Regions from separate parts of the Gossypium raimondii genome. Here region 2 is linked to region 1. Evidence: chromatin contacts called from public Hi-C data. All regions are on one chromosome and are shown on one strand. Each heading gives the region's core, a stretch centred on a gene start, on an enhancer-like site or on the middle of the called end of the contact. The rest is flanking DNA. Distances are from core to core; before and after follow the strand shown.

Region 1 (3,138 bases), core at 374-2,873:
GAGTTAATATAGATCAGATGAGCTGTGAGGTAGATTGCTCATTATTTAAACATAATATTTTAAATTTAAATTTAAATTTAAATTCATTAATTTTTATATTTAGCTTTAAAGTTAAAAGTTTAATAGAAAATTTATTTAATTAATATTTTTATCCTTAAAAGTATATAGTTTAAAGTTTAAATTTCAAAAATAAAACATAATATAATATTTATCATAGAAATAAATATTATTTAATTAATTTTTTTAAAAGTCATGTTTTTAGCGGCATTTGTGAAAAAGTGCCGCTAAAAGTTATTTTTATAGCGGCGTTTGTAATAGAAGCGCCGCTAAAGGTTATGATTTTTAGCGACGTTTGTGGTAAAAGTGCCGCTAAAGGTCATGATTTTTAGCGGCGTTTGTGTGAAAAGCGCTGCTAAAGACCATGATCTTTAGCGGCATTTTTTCACGTAAACGCCGCTAAAGTTAGCGACGTTGTCAATAGCGGTATTTTTTGCGGCGCTTTCACTTTTAGCTTCGTTTTTTAGCGCCGCTAAATACTTAAAAAAGCGCCGCTAAAAGCCTATTTTGGTGTAGTGTGGTAGAGGGTTTAATGTATTAGGGTTGAGAGTAGAGAGAAGTCCCGATACCAAGTTGATCCTTAGGGTATTTATAGGCAAGTGAGGGTTCCTACCCAATTATGCTATAAGGTTAGATGCACATTTAAGGTTACACATCATTACTAATCTACCTTCTTTTTATAATGTTAATTGTAAATACTATAATTTACCATAATGTTAATTATATGTAGGAGTGATATCGCTTTGTTTTGAATGGGTTTTTAGGACTTTTTGAAGCATCCATTATAATTCGATTTCAGCTTAGTTTGGTTCTTGGTTTTCCTATGTTAATTTTTTATTTTAATTTTTAAACTTTTTCAAGAACTTGTGAATTATTTTCACTATTTTAAATATAAATTTTTTGTTCTCAATTAAATAGTTTTATTTATATTTAATTAGTAAAATATATAAAGATTAATATAAATTTTTTAAATATAATATTATTTTTAGATAGTAATATGGTTTTGCCGATTGAGTTCTAACTCGATTGGCATGAACATTGTTGTCAATATAAGAGAACGTGGCATTATCCTCATGTTCATAGATTAGGGATGAGTTATGACTAGTTATAGGTATTGTGTAAAAAAATAGATAAGATCTTGTAAGAAGATTATTAAAATAATAATAACGCGGTTTTTTTTTGGGGATAAGTCAACTCTCCAATCCCATTGACAACTCATACAAACAGGAAACGTTTTTTTTAAACACATATAAATTTAATAAAAAATAAGATAAGAAGAGTAGTAATAATGTATAATATTTGTAAAATGATCCACAACCGTTGCTTTCGAAACAAAGAAATAGAGAAATAAGAAATTGAGGAGATAAGTTTGATTTGCCTTTTTTTGGTACATGTACCATTTGCTTTTGTTAGTTCAGTAAAAGATTCAGTTGGGAGATTATAGCCCACCACTTTGACCACGTCTTCAGAACTTTAAAAATAATATTATAATTATTCAATTATAGTAGAAAAAATAACGTAAAGGTTTACCAAGTAGGAGTTTCAGAGTAATGTATTATACAATTAGGTGATTATCTATCCCTTCCGTTTCACCTATATCATTTTTAATTCACCCATCACCGCTTCTTTCCCTTCCCACCAAGTTGGTCCTCCTTCCTTGACCTCTCCTTTGGTTCAGTCTCATATATTTCCATTGCCATAAATCCTTCTCAATTGCCCTACAATTTATAAATTTCTAGGTGTCTTCAAACAGTAAACCTAAACTTGAAACTTCTCCCAATGGACTTTACCATCTGCCCTTCTTCTTCCTTTATCATGCCATGCTTTCTGGCTCAAGAGGCCAGGAAATTTTGCTGCTCAGCAGCTTCGGCAGTTATTACTGAACTGTTTTTTGCAATCTTCATCTTCATATTTGCAGTGGGTTAGTTCATTTTTCCCTTTTGTTTTCATATTTTTTTTTGCTTTTTTTTTTTTAAAGAAAAAATCTGTTCATGCAGTTGGAGCAACTTTAGGAGGCCTGACCGGAGCTTTTGTTGGGGCAAAAACAAAGATGGGTCTTATGTATGGAGTCGCAGTTGGAGTGATGGAAGGCAGTTTTTTGTCCATCAAGTTGTTCCAGATTTCACTCCTAATTTGCAGTTCTAATGATTCGGCATTGGCAACGAGGTATCTCCTTCAACCGGTAAGATACCATCTTTCTATAAAGCATTTGTCCCTGCGGCTGCCATTGAAATCCTTGGTTTTGGGTTTTAGATAAACGTATTTGAATCTACTACTCCATTCATCCAAGTCCCCTGGAATAAGGAAGGGTTGTCAGAGGATTCGATGGACAAAATTCCAAAGATGAGAATCACAGAAGAAAATGTACTCAGCAACACAAACCCTTGTTCCATTTGCCTTGAGGTTCTCTTTTTTTTATTTCTTTTTTTTTTCTTTTATCAATTTTCATGATTGCTTTTCTTGATGGTTGGTTTCAAAATTCCAGGACCTTTTACCGTGGGAAACAGTTCATAGGTTGCCACAATGTCACCATACGTTCCATATATCGTGTGTTCAAAAGTGGTTAATGGGGCATAAATCTTGCCCATTATGCAGGAGAAAATTTTGACTATTTTCCATTCAGATTCTTTGTACGTACGGTGGAGCTCCCAATTTATTTCTTTTTACATTTAAACCATTCCCCATGTAATTTGTGGTAAATTCCTTTGTTTTCTACATTTTCATATTGTTGACGTAACATAAGGCAAACTAGGCTTGGGTTTCCATCACCGATGTCATTCGCAACTAATTTCAAGGAAGCTGACACGAAATTCAAAAGACCTCTGCCAAAGTTGAAAAAAGAAATAAGATTTCAATCAACATCTGAAAGTGCCAGTTAGCAGCCTATGAAAACTCACGAGGAAAACATGCTGCCAGACTTTATAAAATCAAATATTAATTGAAAGAAAAATAATAATATACATATAAAATTAATTAAAAAAATATCATCAAAACATTAATTAAAAATAAAAAAATTTAAATAATATGAAATAAAAATAACATTAATATGCTTATAAAAATAACAGAATCTCAAATTCAAGA
Region 2 (3,138 bases), core at 324-2,823, 96 kb after region 1:
TTTTTGTGTTAAATCCTTGTTTCCAAAATTTCATAAAAATCAAGTCATTTATTCAAATTGAACTTTAAAAAGGAGTAACAAATTCAAAAACAAATTTACCAAAATATTTTGTTATATAAAAAGGGAAGATTGTTGAACTAGCTTTATTTGTTAAATTATTTTGATATAACAAATATTTCCTTAAAATATAAATTTATTTTTGAACAAAGAATTCTAAGCATGAATAATATTTCAAAACTTTTAAACATCTTAGAAAATGCTTTAAACACTTAGAATATTTTTGACAAATCTGAAAATAAATTTAAACTCTTGAACTTAATCAAAACCATTTCAAATTAATTGAAAAAGCGCTCCCTACAAGAAGTATCGATGTTTTCCAAAGTGTATCAATACTTGTAAAATTTTATGATACTTCATAATTTTATTGATACCAAATCGCTTTTGTTTTGAATAAAAATTGAACACAAACAATAAATATCGATATCTTGAAAATTATATCGATACTTATTAACATTTAACAATACCAAAATTTATATCAATACCAATTTTGCATTTTGTTTTCATAATCTATTAAAAATGTCAAAAAGTATCAATACCCATAAAATTATATCGATACCTTTTACCAAGTATCAATAAATCATCTTTGGTATCGTTGGAAACTAATTTTAACGGTCACTGAATCAAATATTAAATATCTCTAGTAACGATACTTGGACAAAAAATATCGATACATTTTTTTGTAGGTGAATTTAATGGTCTGGTATTTCCATCCCAATGACTTTATTTATTCTCCCAACAACCACAACGGTTGGAAATGAAGTAGAAGGTATAAATACCAGCTTCTGATGGTCCTACAACAACTAGAGATATAATTAAGCTTAAAGATCAATCAATTCAACCTTAGTGCTCAATTCTTTCATATTTTTCTTATACACACTTACAAGCTTCTATTGTTATTCTTTAGTTCAAGTGTATTCTTGTTTATTTGTGCTTTATTGGCAAACATTCTGATCTTGTGAGGATTATTTCTTAGTTTGCTCCTTTGTAATTCTTTGAGAGGGTTTGTCCTAAGATTTGGGTAGAAATCTTTAGAGAGTTGTAAGGTTAAACATTGTCCTTAAATGCTGAACAAATTAGTGAATTTCAAAAAATCCTTAGTTATAGAAAGATAAGGTCGTGGAGTAGGCAATTGGGGCCAAACCACTCTAAATCTTTGCATTCATTGTTTCATACTCCTTTGCTTTCATCAAATCTTTTAAAGGTTAATTTACCCCCCTCTTGACAATTTTGGTTTGATCAATCAAGCTAACAACCACCGTGACCCCTTGAGACCATGTGAACTAGGACTTCTTCTTAAATGAGTTCGGAAAGAAATATGTGAGCTGATTTTACCTTTATAAGAAAAAGAGAGTTTATCCAACTTAAACAAAGCAATATGTCTGTAGTGGAAATGAAAGAAAAATTGTATGGTTGAGCAAGCATGCTTGGGAATTTGTGGCCACCGAAGAAGACCTCTGTTTGCTTGTTGGGGCTCTAGAGTTGAGAGAATTTACTGCTTTGACTAAGAGGGCTCAAAATATGGAAGATATAAAGGTTGATAAGCAAAACGCCAATTTAAAAAAGTAGAGACGGAGGCAAGAGAAGTTCTACTAGCTCTATGAAACCACTGTCAGCTAAAAGGGCCAAAGGTTTGAAAGGCCACTCCTCCGTCCCTTCATGACTCCAGAGGAGAGGATAAAAAGTAACACATTAAACATTTTATAAAAATACGTACCATAATAAAATAAATATTGATAATTTAAGTATCACATTAGACATTTTTAATATACAAGTATCACATGAAATATTTTATTAAAATACAAGTACCAAATGTGACATAGAATTTCAACATTCCAATTGGAAAATCAAACTTTATGCTAAATATATATATATATTAAATATCCTAATTGATCTTCCATATGAATACTTAAATTTTGAAACATATCCTTGAGACATAATAGTTGGTTCTGGAAACAAAACTCAGCAATATTTCTTCTTCAAAGACAAGTAAAAACTATAATAAACGAAATCAATTATTTCATTAAAATCAAAGAACAGGAAAAGGTGATGGCAATGCAAAACAAATGCCTTCCTCCCTCCACATTACATCATCCCATAAATTGCTTGGCACAAAACCACAATTTCAATTTCCATTATACATTAATCTCAGCATGTTTGCTAACAACCACAAGGACAGCCACAAATTGCTCTTTAGGCCCCCACCCATACAAAAAATAAGAACGTTACAGAGCCACAAACTTGAACCAACGTCTCAAGATCCTCTGCCGCCCCGTTGCCTTTTTTCTTCTAGTGCCGCAGCTTCATTCAACATGTCAGCAGCATCCTTCTGCATGTCTAGCTTGGCCAAGGCTACAGCCTGCATGTAAAATGCTGTTGACCAGTCGGGGTACACACATTGTGCTTGCATTGCATCTCGGAGGGCAGCATCTGGTTGATCGCACAGAAGATAACAAAGACTTCTTCGTGCATAAACAGTTGGAGAAACCATGGTTCCAACGTCTATGAACTGAAAAGAAAATGGGATCAAATTAACCATTAATGCAGAAAAATGCTATCTATTTTCCTTTTTCCAATTATCTATGGAGCTTCCAAATTGTGCTCCAATGCATAAACCATAACCAATAAGAATCTCAAATTTCCCCCACTCTCATTTTTCTATAGAGCCAAAAGCCCACAGATTCCAACTGATACATTACAAGCACAATGAAGTAAAGTAATTCGGGCAACAGGCTCTGCGCCTTTTCAGACCACACAAATTCTGTGAATGAATGTAATCTGTTCATCCCAGAAAGAAATGGAATGTATACCTGAGAATAACAATCTACAGCAGTTTTAAACTCTTTGTCACGAAATGCTACATCTCCCCGCTTTCTTGCCTCCAACATATCTCTCATTTGTTGAGTCCACTCTTGAAAGGAGAGCTGAACCAGTCCATATCCAAACGAATTTAACACCACATAATAGGTAGGCATCCACAAATCTACAGTTCTATGATATTACTTACCTCATTTGTTCCTTCATCATCTTTGTAATGTGTCATTACCAAAATTTGATGGATAGCTGTGAGATCCATCCGTG

The links. Hi-C and Micro-C count contacts between places; a contact is called where the count stands out from the background.
Region 2: a Hi-C map of leaf shows a contact between it and region 1, with 1.8 times the contacts expected there. The contact joins the enhancer-like site here to the promoter of LOC105793839 in region 1. A contact is called at or near these places in 2 of 2 Hi-C or Micro-C datasets (both in leaf).

Annotation. Positions count from the first base shown.
Region 1 is chr3:20,967,900-20,971,037 of ASM2569854v1, forward strand. LOC105793839 (NEP1-interacting protein-like 1) reads left to right here and starts at 1,624. Exons shown (of 4, transcript XM_052627779.1): 1 at 1,624-1,978; 2 at 2,070-2,239; 3 at 2,311-2,460; 4 at 2,543-2,820. The coding sequence starts at 1,837. The coding sequence ends at 2,665.
Region 2 is chr3:21,063,623-21,066,760 of ASM2569854v1, forward strand. LOC105793843 (serine/threonine-protein kinase BSK1) reads right to left here. Exons shown (of 9, transcript XM_012622703.2): 7 at 3,065-3,138; 8 at 2,868-2,981; 9 at 2,060-2,566. The coding sequence ends at 2,312. Among protein-coding and RNA genes, the nearest start is that of LOC105793843, 4.8 kb to the right of the region's middle. Within about 2 kb of position 1,574, the one cell type or tissue checked has open chromatin away from gene starts, as enhancers often do. A contact at or near this core is called in leaf, where this site is marked.